Regions from separate parts of the Triticum aestivum genome. Here region 2 is linked to region 1. The links are chromatin contacts, called in public Hi-C maps. All regions are on one chromosome and are shown on one strand. Each heading gives the region's core, a stretch centred on a gene start, on an enhancer-like site or on the middle of the called end of the contact. The rest is flanking DNA. Distances are from core to core; before and after follow the strand shown.

The links. Hi-C and Micro-C count contacts between places; a contact is called where the count stands out from the background.
Region 2: a contact with region 1 is called in a Hi-C map of leaf, with 6 times the contacts expected there. The contact joins the promoter of LOC123045925 here to the enhancer-like site in region 1. A contact is called at or near these places in 3 of 5 Hi-C or Micro-C datasets (all in leaf) and 1 of 1 datasets of contacts at active chromatin or transcription factors (leaf).

Annotation. Positions count from the first base shown.
Region 1 is chr1A:279,426,929-279,433,449 of IWGSC CS RefSeq v2.1, forward strand. It overlaps LOC123045915 (protein ENHANCED DISEASE RESISTANCE 2-like), which reads left to right. Exons shown (of 22, transcript XM_044469164.1): 14 at 1-60; 15 at 812-875; 16 at 959-1,134; 17 at 1,320-1,421; 18 at 1,502-1,552; 19 at 1,645-1,788; 20 at 1,874-1,969; 21 at 2,544-2,645; 22 at 2,754-3,236. The coding sequence ends at 2,849. Among protein-coding and RNA genes, the nearest start is that of LOC123045915, 12 kb to the left of the region's middle. Within about 2 kb of position 3,888, at least 7 of the 8 cell types and tissues checked have an H3K27ac peak or open chromatin away from gene starts, as enhancers often do. A contact at or near this core is called in leaf, where this site is marked.
Region 2 is chr1A:279,925,188-279,931,560 of IWGSC CS RefSeq v2.1, forward strand. It overlaps LOC123045925 (auxin response factor 22), which reads left to right and starts at 3,165. Exons shown (of 6, transcript XR_006421769.1): 1 at 3,165-3,544; 2 at 3,679-4,815.

The sequences.
Region 1 (6,521 bases), core at 2,638-5,137:
GAATCAGAATATGATCAGAGAGAAGCCATGTGGTCTTCTGATGAGAGCACACATGCTGCGGTGAGTTCTTTACATAGAACCTTTTTTTTCTTGAAAACGCACCTAAATGTGTCATTTTGCATTAGAGGAGACGTCAAGATGACACAAAGCTTACAAGCGGCAACACAAACCAAAAGTACCCAGGCTAACAAAAGAAAAAAGAAATTAGAAATAAAAGATGGCAGCAAAAGGAGCAAATAAATAAATAAATACTGTTCTTATTGATTAAGATGGTAGTTCATTTCCATCTCTCTAGAATTGCTGTTTGTAGATTGTTGTGTGGCTGACCATATTAAATATGCGTTACCCCTGTGGCGTTCATATGTGAAGGTTAACAACATTGCAATATGCAGAAAATTGTCCATACTTTTCAATTATTCGGCTGTTGCATTATCACAATGAGTGTAACGTGTGTACCTTAGCCCATAATGTGATTTCTCCCTTCCCCTTTAGCAATAAAAAGAAGCAGGAAGGTTTCTCTCAGATATGTTGCAAAACCCTGGTCAGCCAGTAACTAACGTACGGTTTCCTTGATTGTATGAACCTATTATTCTTTCCTATGCCATAGTGGTAGCATGACACAATTTGATCATAGTTGGAAAGGTGAAACAACTTATAGTCGGCTTATAAAAATTAGAACAACTTAGTCATAGGCAAGGACCACAATTTAATTACAAGAAATGACGATGACAATGGTCTTGGCATAATTCAGAGAACCAGGGCAGAACTCCAAGATTGTTTTTTTACATTCCATGTGTCTAATATTTGGCAGGACCAACGACATGCTAAATTATCCAGTGCTGCTGTCTTTGTACGGAAGTTGCATGATCTTGCAGGTGTGTTACGGCTGATGTACATTTTTCAGTATTTTTATTTATTTTTGTTTCTAACTACTTGTTTCTCATTTCCTATATTCTAGTTCAAAAGAGAGGGTACATTGATTTACAGGGAGCTGCAGATGCTGATAATGGACCATGTTACTATGGACATACTCTCCCAAAAGATTCTAGCTGTACAATGCCTTCTAGTTGGTCAATGACAGACCCGACAACATTTTTAATACGGGGAGAATCCTATTTGCTTGATCGTCAAAAGGTGGGTTAGTACTGTGATATTATTCTAATTCAGTAGGCTAGGATACATGTCTTTGTTCTGCAGGAAATAAGGGATCCTGTATGTTACAATAATAGCCATGTTTAGTTAATCTAGTCAGCATATTGATAGTCAGGGTTCGTGTGCTTCACCATCCATAATGATGAAATTATCTGTAACTTTGACAGATCAAAGCAGAGAATACACTGATGCAAATGGTTGGTGCTGACTGGATAAAATCTGATAAGCGTGAGGATGATCTTGCTGGTCGTCCTGGCGGACTAGTCCAGGTATCTTCTGCTGAAGTCAGTAATTTTGCCTTCAAATGGGAAGGAACAAAAATTAAAGTTCGCAATGAATTTTATTGCAGAAATATGCAGCACAAGGAGGCAGCAAATTTTTCTTCATTGTAAATATACAGGTGAGATTTCTTCGGCTTTATGAATGTATTGAGGCTTCATAAGTGTGCACCTAGACCTTGCCTTTTTACTTATAACCCTGGTCGGTATACAGGTTCCTGGTTCTACCACGTACAGCTTAGCTTTGTATTATATGATGGATACCCCATTGGAAAAGGTTCCTCTACTTGAAAGATTTGTAAATGGAGATGATACATTCAGAAACTCAAGGTTCAAACTCATCCCTTATATCTCAAAGGTACCTTTCTCCTACAAGTCTTGATTGGTGTTAATCAGAAAGCTGCGATGGTTTACGATTGGAAATTCGGAATGTGTCAATTCAGGGATCTTGGATTGTGAAGCAGAGTGTGGGCAAGAAAGCTTGTTTGGTTGGTCAAGCACTAGAAATCAATTATTTCCGTGGAAGCAACTATTTGGAGGTAACATCTGTGCATGCCATTATCGAGAGATCAGCATAGCTGGCATATTTTTTGCATACTTATGTATTCAGGAAACAGTCTATCAGCTATGTTTTCTTTGAACGGGTGCAGTCACGTACTTCCTCCGTTCCTAAATATAAGTCTTTATAGAGATTTCATTATGGATCACATACGGATGTATATAGATGCATTTTAGAGTGTAGATTCACTCATTTTGCTCCGTATGTAGTTCATAGTGAAATCTCTACAAAGACTTGTATTTAGGAACGGAGGGAGTAGTAAGGATTGCTTTACTTTGTCAATATTATTTATCGTTTACCTTTTTTAGTTCATGTTCTCCATGGACCAAAATCTGACTGGACCATTATGGCTTCCGCTAACTGTTAATTTGGTTTATGAGTCTTCATTAACCATAAGATAGGTCGAACGGTCCATTGCAGTCACCAAACACTAATTGGCTTAGGTTTATCTCCTAACATTATAGCTTATTATGATCTAATGAGAGTATGTTTAGTGCCAGTACGTACAATTGCGATATTCAGGTTCTCAACATTTTGAAATGCAACCTTTTCAGCTTGGAGTTGATATAGGCTCGTCAACAGTGGCACGAGGTGTGGTGAGCCTTGTGCTCGGGTACTTGAACAACCTGGTGATTGAGATGGCCTTCTTGGTACAGGTAATCGCCGTCGGATAACTTTACCAAATTGTTACATATGCTCTTGTTCTACTCAAGATCGAGAACAGATGTGATGAGCAAGCATGGTTTTTTCCTTGCCTCATGCAGGGCAACACGCAGGAAGAGCTCCCGGAGTTCCTCCTAGGCACCTGCCGACTGAATTATCTGGACGCCTCCAAAGCTGTATCGCTAGACGAATGCTGACCTGACCTCTCAAGGTCAAGGAGGCGTCAGGTTGATCCCAATTCTCTTTCGAAGCCTGAGTACAGCACATCAAAGCCGAAAAGGCTCAAGCTACTCCCCGTGTCCACCCGCCATACACTCATTTGTCTGCCTTGCCGCCCACAAAAGTGTGGGGTATTTGCCGCAGCAGTGTACATTCATTTCTCCTCCTGCAAATAGGAGGTGTTGCGGTGTATTGATTGATTGATGATGGCAGTCTACTACTCGTGTGATGCAAAGCCTTGCTCCCATTCTTTGGCCGACAACTCGTCATTTCATTCATCATGTAAAAATTGAGACAAAAGGAAAGTGTATTCTAACCCTGACCTCGTGTCGTTCATTTGGAATCTAATCTGGGATCGGATCAGAGATCGTCAGATGTTCAGATCCAACACCACCAAAGCAACCCATTAACTGGACGTTGACCCTTCACCTGAGAGTGATTACACTGCCATGATTCATTCTATCCGAGGACTGTCCCTCCAGACAGACACTCGTACCGAATCGAAAGGGACTCGACCCAAGCCCAACACCAACGAGGCAGTGATAATCATCGGGAATTCCCGTATCATGGTACAGTTGGTCACTCACTCGAGGTCGAGGACCACACGCTTCGCTTTTCTGTTATCATCACTTGAGCCGGAAGGAACGAGCAGGTGTAGGTAGTGGAGCTGGCATCTCTTGCGTACTGACCAGAGATTGAGAAAGGACAGGACAGCAGTGGGGTGTGAAAATGATGGGTGTCGTCGTAGCAACCAGTTCGCAGGAGCAGCAGCTACATCGTGATCAGGAATCAGGGGTCACTGTGCGGCGCCAGCTAGCTCAGCTTTTCTTGTTTTCCTAACCGTGCAGGCCAAACGCTGCATCGCTGACGCTGCGGCTGTAGCAGCAGTGGACGTGACAGGTGAACGTCCTCTTCCTTCGCCCGCCTCGAGCCTGCGCTTTCCGAGCAGAGGATGGCGCGTCGCTTGCTTGCTTGCTACTTCTGTGTCGCGCAAGAGAGAGAGAGAGAGAGAGAGATTAAAGTAGACGCGTGGACGCAACGCAAGTGCACCGTGCACGTACGTAAGCGTGGTGGAGCGTGGACAGGGTTGTTCTTTTCTCTTTGAGATCCTGGACAGGATTGTTAATGCCATTGACCTGTGCTGATCCCTATGGCGCATGGCGCGTCGCCGGCGGCGGCGGCGATCGGGTCGGGTCGGTCGCGCCAGGCACGGCTCCGTGCTGGGGGTCAGCTGGTCACGTGGACGCGGGGCGAGAGACGCGAGGCTGAACTGAATTCGACGCCTCTGGATCTGCTCGCCGTTGCACCGCCGCATTTGCTTGTCGCCGGGCATGTGGTCACAGTTTGCACGACACGCACTCTGTCGTATATAAAGAAAACAAACTTTTTTTGACGTCTAATAAAGAGAAAAAAATGAATATATATATCCCTTGTTGTTAAAAACACATGCATATCTCTTTATGTTAATTTATCATATGGTAAGCTCCACTTGAAGATCTGTGGCGAACCCTGAAATTGAGATGCCAATTTCGAGAGCGATCTTCCCTAGGTTTTGTTCAGAATTACACTAACCGATGAACTGCGTGACATCACTGTTACTTGAACTCATCCATTACTTGAACTCATCCATATTGCACGATACAGGGGAGTTTTGCGCACATCGATGTCATTGCTCAGGATTAATTGGCCCGTTGAACAACACCAAGCTGTTCGGTCAAGATTACAAATCCCAACGCTCGTAGAAACTGTGTCAGAGTACTGACTACAGTAAAGAAGATGATGATCCCAAGGAACCATCAATTCCGCAGGAAGATCTGCGCGAAGAACAGAGAAAATGATACTGCTGTAATGAGGCTGGTCATAGTGGGGAGTAACTTAGACTAGTGCCATATGCATGACACTAGTCTAAGTTACTATCTCTATAGTGCAAAGTAACATATTACTAGTGTCATATATGACTTTATTTATTAGCTTGTAGACTCATCATTTCTCGGAAAACGCTATGTTACAGTAACATATTATGTTACTCTAAACATCTCTTTCCTCATTAACTACATGTCTCATAAGCAAAATTTTCTTAAAGTGCGCTATGTTACTACCTAAGTTACTCCCACTATGACTAGTCTGATAACATAATCCCTCCATGGATAGAAATTGACAAACAACACACTGCACTCTCTCCGGCCATCAAAAGGTGCTGTTGTAGATATTGATGCGGTCTCCTAAATGTAAATTTGACTAGTGTTACTTTTTTTCTACAATATAAATAAAACTTACAAAAATTGTTGTATTATGACACATTATATAAAAAAAAATCTGTACATATGATTTCATATATCAAATCATTTTTTTATAAATACATATGTGTTCAAGCTATTAAATGTTTGACCGAAACTACATCTAGAGTGTAATTCTTTTACTAGGACGAATTACCATGAGTATGTCCATTTCGATTCACTGTTTTATGAAAATGCCTCCTTAGCCCTTAAATCACAGTTCATGAGACTTAACGCAATAAAAACTACTACCCACGTCCTGGTTTATTGGCCCCTTTAGTAATTTGTACCAAATTTTGATCATGGATTTAATTAGCAAAATGTTAATGCATGTCACAAAAAATAGTATCATTTGAAACTATGTTCAAATACAAATCCAATGATACAACTTCTCATGACATGCATCAACATTTTGTCACTTAAATCTATGATTAAATTTTGACACAAAATATGAAGAAGACCAATAAACCAAGATAGAGGTAGTACAAAACCAAGGACCGCCTCGTTGCCCAAATGGGCTGCCTCGTCATCAATAAAAGTGTAGGATTCCCCTACCACCTGTCGGCGTCGCCGACGGTCCGCCTCGTCTTCGGTGGCCTTAGGGTCATGGAGGCGCAGTGGATCTCGACCCTTGCCGGCGGGAGGGCTTTGCTTTCAGTTGTTTCTTTACGTTTTGTTAGGGTTTGTGTATTGCTCAGGAAGACTAGACGGCGGCGGCTCCCTGAAGATGGAATAAGGTTCTCCCTGACTAGCCCCCGTCCCGATGGTGTGTCTAGCATCATCAGTGGGCGTGTGGAGATGTGTCTCGGGCGGATCTATCCTTGATGGATTTGCTCGGATATGATCGTAGTTCGTCTACGTTCATGTGTAATCAGGCTGGATCTTTCCGATCTACGCTACTCTTCATCACCGGCGGTTGTTGTTCTGCCACACTGGTCCTATGCGGCCTTAGCACGATGATTTCCCGACTATCTACTACAACAAGTTTTGCCCGGCCCGGCTCCGGCGAGGGAGGAGCAATGACGGCGGTGCGCCTTCGGCTCGCTTCAGTGCTTGTAGTCGTTGCTAGATGGTCTACAGATCTAGACGTAATTTTTATTATTTTTTTAGTGTTTGTTATACTGCCATGATTGAAGATAAATAGATTGAAAGTTTTCTCGCAAAAAAACTACAAAACCATATGCATGGGGAGACAAATTATAATGATTAGAGAAACGAGGAAGTCAAGCGGGGAGGGTGGCTAGCTATGTGGGTGTGGGTGAATTTAAGTGCTTTGGAATTTTTTTTCTAACCAAAAGGCCAAGGCCATATATTAAATATAACCGACTCTTATTGAAACTTTCTTATACATGAATAAGAAATTACAGGCAAGTT
Region 2 (6,373 bases), core at 1,915-4,414, 500 kb after region 1:
GTTAGCCGGGGACGTAAACGTCTCCGTGACCGGTGCCGTAGTTGATCTGCAGATGAGCGATCGATCTTTTTGTTGATCTCATAGTAGAACTCTCAATGAAAGCAGCAGTGTCGGTGTGAAATCCGGCAGACCTCAGGGTAGGGGGTCTCGAGCTGTGGATATCGGATCAATGGTAACAGGAACATGAGAGACAATGTTTACCCAGGTTCAGGCCCTCTTGATGGAGGTAAAACCCTACGTCATGCTCTTTTTTATATTGATGGGGATGTATCAAGTACAGAGTTGATCTACCTCGAGATCATAAGTTGTGTTCTACCTCAAGGGCTGGGTGAATGTAATTGTGATTCGGTCCCCTCTACAGGCTAAACCCCTTGCCTTATCTACATGCCAGGTAGGGTATCTAGGGTTACATGGTCCGTATCCTGAGGATCGCATGGAGGCGGCTGGGGATATCTTGGAGTACACGTCAAGTCTTCGGAAGGTACGGTCTTGATCTCATATAGGCGTACAACTTCCGGAGTCTTCCTTAATGAGAATGCGGGCCCATTAGTCCGACTCGGAGACTAGGGGCCGACTAGGTTAGTACCCCCTAGTCCAGGACACCGTCACTCCTCCTGGTTGAGGTGATAAAGCCTCTTCCAATGCACATGTGCTTGGATGGAGTGCTAGGTGCTTTAAAGAGTTTAGCAACTAAAGACCTCAATGCATAGGTGCTTAGTTTGTTGTTGCTAAGCTTCTTTCCTTTAATTGTTTAATAACTAAACTCTTTCATGCATAGGGCAAACTTCTTTCATTTAAGTGTCTTGCATAGGTCTGCGTCGTTCTTCCTGGGGTTAACATACTCATCTCTCTCCTCTTTCATTATCAGATTTTTTGCCTATGTGGCATGCTCAGCACCCGTACATAGTGGACCACCAGAAAGGGTCTAAGGGAGCGCTCACGTGAGGCACTGCTGTATCTAATGGGTGCGGCCACTCACGTGTCGAGGCATCTTGTGCCAAGATTCGCGAAGGGCATCTGATGGTAACCAACACGTTCGCTGCGAGCTCTAAAAATCCGACAGATATTTAGCATTTTTGAAAGAAAAAAAAAGAACACTAGCCTACCACCACAAGGGCATGAACTATGATGGCACTACCTATCTACTACCTCATCATTACCACATAGAAAAATAGCATGGAAACTACTGTCCCAAAATCCAATGCCCAACGCAGCACTATCCTCAGGCCGGTCTTTTTTACTTCTCATATTTCTCTCCTATTTTATCCAAATCTCAGCCCAACACTTCGTTAATCCTCTCTATTTTCTCTTCCCTTCTCTTGTCTTTCATTGACTCGTTACACTTTTGTCAGGGAGGAGATGACCTCCTCTACAAGATCCTTCTTTAGTCTGTAAGTCTGTAAGCATCACAAACAGCAATCAAGGACCGCCCAAACCTACGCGGAGCGTTGGGGCATCTGTCCACCGTGTAGTGTTGGCCATGCCTAAAGTCTCCTTGATAAGTTCGTCGCTTTCCCCGCAAAAAAAAAAACAGTTCGTCCTTTCCAGTTCATAAAAAAAAAATTCGGAGTTTTTCCTATTTACGGTGGCTCCATCAGCCTTGAAAAATCGATAAAAATGGCCCAGTTATTATACGATCCAGACTTGTTAGGTGAAGGAGGGCCGGCGCGGCTTTGCAGAGGTTGATCCGGTGGTTTGATTGCAGTACCAAAAACTGCGCGGATGTCGTATAGTCAACAGTACCCGTGGAGAGACATCACGGAAAATGCTCAACAGTGCTTCGCGGAAGGTCGCTGTCCTGGTCCAGCGCAGCGCCCCCTCACCTCAAAATCCCAACCGTCCCTTAAAATCGACGTGACATTCAAATGCTCGCCAAATCTCGCGATTCCCTTTTTTGTAAGTGGCGCGGAGGACGGGAGCACTGGAGGGGCCGTTGGCAGGCCACGATCGATGGGATCGATCGAGAGAGCGGCGCCTCGGTCGAAGCCGTGGCCGGAGTAGAGACGAACTACGCGTCCGCTACGAGATGGAGATGGGATCATGGGGAGGACTTTTGTTTGGGCGGTCGGCCAGTGGCGCACGCACGGCTGGCCTCGGGCCGCGGAGGCATCCATCGCCCCAAACCCCGCGCACGGCGCCTCCTCCTCCCGCTCTCTTTTCTTGGATCCAACGGCGACGAGAGAAAAGAACGACAGCGTTTTCACGGCGCACTCTCCACCAAGAGTTGGCACGTCACGAAACCCCGAGACTTGGACATTTTTTTTCCTTCAGTTCACAAATTCGGTGTCAAAAATAAATAAAGTATAGCAAACGGGGTAGTACTAGTACAGTATGATCCATGCAGATGCAGATACAGATGCGGCCCGTGGCCAGCTGCAGTGGCGCAAAAGAGGAGGGAGAGGTGCGACATGTCCCAATCGGTGTTCCGTGGGTGGGTTGCCCTGGCTCTGAATTCCCGGCGATGGGTTCGCCCCCGGGCCGGAAAGGGAAGACACAGGAGTTGAGACGAACAAGGCACAAGATTCGCCCATTTCCGGATCATGCAATCAGTCGCTGCCAACACCAACTTACGGCCGCGGCGCACAAATGCTTTCTTGTCCTCTCCTCTCTCCCAAACAACCAAATTTCGACAGCTTATTACTACCATGTGTCGTCGCCTTCCCTCGCAGCAGACGAGACGAGGATATACACATGCATCGCGTCGCGTCGCGTCGCGTCGCACGCGTGACAAAACTGTTTTTTTGTTTTCTTTTCTTCCGGGTCCCACCCACCCCAACCAACAAAACGCTGCGAGCTTCGCAACAGCGGCGAGACCAAATAAATGGGCTCAGATCTGAGATAATCTAGCTGTTTTGTTGGATTTTAAAAACATTTCCCCCTCTTTTCAGATTCAGAAACACTAAAAACAACACGAAAACCCTCGGCTCTTGTCGCCACTCCCTACTTCCTAGTCCGGGCCATCAAGGCCGCGGCCCACCGACAGCACAAAAGGCAGCCACATGGCCCCACAGCCTTTATCACCGACACGCCGGCCCCACCAGTCATCTACGGTTGGTGCGCGTCGCTGTTGGCTGTGCGAGCCAGCGCAGGCGATCTGGTGGGGCCGCGGCTCCACTGGGGCGCCCGGCCACTGCAGCAGCGAAGCTCTCCCCTATCTATCCATCTCTCTATCTATCTAATGGCCGGGAAGACATCCAAAGAACTCGCCATAATTCCAAACCACTGTGCCGCTGTAGCGCAGCGCTCCCTCCCTCCTCGTCCTCCCTCCCTCTCTCAAGAACACGGAAAAAATCGGGGCCTTTTGGGTTCCGGACACCAAGGATTGGATATTTATTCTGCTTTGCTTTGCTTTGACCGGCGCGGCGGTTCTTCAACTTGGGATGGAGTTGCAGGGGCCGGGGGAGGGCAGGGGAGGCGCCGTCGCCTGATGTAGATTTCCCTTTTTTCCTTTCCTTTGCTTTGTTTATTCCGGCTCTGGGCGTTCACATCTCTCGCAGAGCTTTCGCGATCTGCCAATTGGAGGCCATGCGCGCGGGCCAAACAGGTGCTTGCCTTTCTTGCTTTTCTTGATGTTGATTTGCTCTTTTGATGGCCGTGCCCGCCATGGATTGATTGCGTGTGGAGTTGGGTTTGCTGTGCGGTGGTTTGCGAATTTGATGGAGGGCAATTTGGTGGCAGGTTTGGTGTGCGGGAAGAAGTGATCGCATTTCGTGGCGGTGGTTTTGGGTGGAGATGAAGGAGGTGGGCGAGGAGAGGTGCCTGGACCCGCAGCTGTGGCACGCCTGCGCGGGCGGCATGGTGCAGATGCCGCTGCCGCGCTCGCGCGTCTACTACTTCCCGCAGGGGCACGCCGAGCACGCCAACAGCGGCGGCGGCAGCGCGGCCGCCGAGCTCGCGGCGGCGGTCGGGCCGCGTCCGCTGCCCGCGCTCGTGCTCTGCTGCGTGGCAGGGGTGCGCTTCCTGGCTGATCCGGAGACGGACGAGGTGTTCGCCAAGATCCGGCTGGTGCCCGTCGGCCCCGGCGAGGCGGGGTTCCGGGAGCCGGAGGGGCTCGGGGGCGACCCGGCGGAGGCGCGCGAGAAGCTGGCCTCCTTCGCCAAGACGCTGACGCAGTCCGACGCCAACAACGGCGGCGGCTTCTCGGTGCCGCGCTACTGCGCGGAGACCATCTTCCCCAAGCTTGACTACAGGGCTGACCCGCCGGTGCAGACGGTGCTCGCCAAGGACGTGCACGGGGAGGTGTGGAAGTTCCGCCACATCTACCGGGGCACGCCGCGCCGGCATTTGCTCACCACGGGCTGGAGCACCTTCGTGAACCAGAAGAAGCTCGTCGCGGGGGACTCCATCGTCTTCCTGCGCACCGAGCACGGGGAGCTCTGCGTCGGGATACGCCGGGCCAAGCGGGTCACCTGCGGGGGCATGGAGTGCATATCCGGCTGGAACGCGCCAGGGTACGGGGGGTTCTCGGCCTTCCTCAAGGACGAGGAGAACAAGATGATGAATGGTGGCCCCGCCGGTTACGTCAAGGGCAGGGGGAAGGTCAAGATCGCCGATGTCGTGGAGGCGGCCACCCTCGCGGCCAACAGCCAGCCATTTGAGGTGGTCTACTACCCGAGAGCTAGCACGCCGGAGTTTGTTGTCAAGGCCGCGGCGATGCAGGCCGCCATGAGGATCCACTGGTGCCCTGGCATGAGGTTCAAGATGGCCTTTGAGACCGAGGATTCCTCAAGAATCAGCTGGTTTATGGGGACCATATCTTCGGTTCAGGTTGCCGATCCACTCAGATGGCCGAATTCACCATGGAGACTTCTTCAGGTTTGTTCGATCTGATGATATCCATAGTCGCACTCCATCCTTTCTTCTCAATAAAGATGCATAGTACATAACATGGAACTGCAAGGGATGAATGCAGTGCATCATTTACACAACGTTAGTAGTATGGAGGCTTCTCATTCAGATGCCTTGAATGGAACTAGAAGTTAAGGTACTACCATACAAAACATGGCCAGCTTGCCGCACAATGTTGCCAAATTAGTAGTAATGGTAATAATAATGATTCCCAAACCCCTGATATCAACAAATTAACCTATTAATTAGTTCAACAACTGGCTTAGATTTACTGGAGTAAAACATCACATCCTCCTTCGATTTTGACTTTGTATGAATTGGTGGTACAATCAATAAAGCTGTTGGAATGCAGAATTCACAACTGCATGGTAGTTATGGAAGAAAAGGCTTGTGGTCCTTTAGTAGCTTTGTTGGTTTCCAAATTTGGATTATCAGTCTGCATGTTCTTCAAGTACTAGCTCTCTTATTTATCAATAGTGGGCTCCTAAACTTCCGTATTCCTTTTAGTATGATATCAAATTCTTGAATAGTACGTCATCATCGGTTGCTCAAATGTCACAGCTTGATGTTTGGTCTTTAGCACCCAACATGATACTTGGCATGGGAATACTTGGCAAACTTTTAACTAGAAACAGAATCCTTTAGCATGGTTAGGTATGACTAATGTGGATGAGAAACGATTTGTCTAATTACATTGACCTGGAACAGAAAAAAATTGTACACAAATCTAATGAAAATGCCGTACACAGTAGAAGGGTCAAACTTTTATGTACAAGAATCTACAAGCTACATCATCTGTCAGATTTGTTCAGCTTCTCTTATGGAAGTTGTTCGTGTACAAATAGTAAGAGTGCAGCAGAGAATTGAGATCGGAGTCTTCATTGCCAACAGCTTCGTTTCTAGTCATTCGTTTGTTTCAAAGCCCATCTATCAGGGCTCCATGCTAGTTCTTGCAAAGTTTTTTTATAGCCTAATAAACAAATCCAATAAAGTTCGGTGTGGAATACTGCATCTTTACTATAATAAATACCTGATGCTGGTACTACGAGTATTAAATTTCAAATGTGGGTATTGAATTAATATGACGCTCATGTAGTATGATGATGATCCCTGTATAAACTGTTCGTGCTGAAGGTACTTGATCCTCCCTCTATTTGAAAGTCCTACCGCACATTTGTCTATCTGATCAGTCCCGTACTCCAACCATAAGGTTTCTGTCTGTACCTTGGGTAGCAGATGCTGAAATTGGTATATTTGGCAGTTCAACATAACATGCTTGGTCTATTTATCTATCATTTTTAGCTCTCTCAGCCGTTCATGCATATTGCTACTTCATTGAATCTTATCTCAACGTTTATGTTACCCACTTACGTAGGATAGTGAATGATGTCTTTCTAGTAGTTTTGAGATAGTGGAGGTCTATGTTTTCATCAGTATCATTAGTTATATCAGATTTAATACGAAAATGGGTCATCGATTTTAGTTGGTGTTGTGCTACTTTGCGCATTTTAGTTCTGCAAGCACC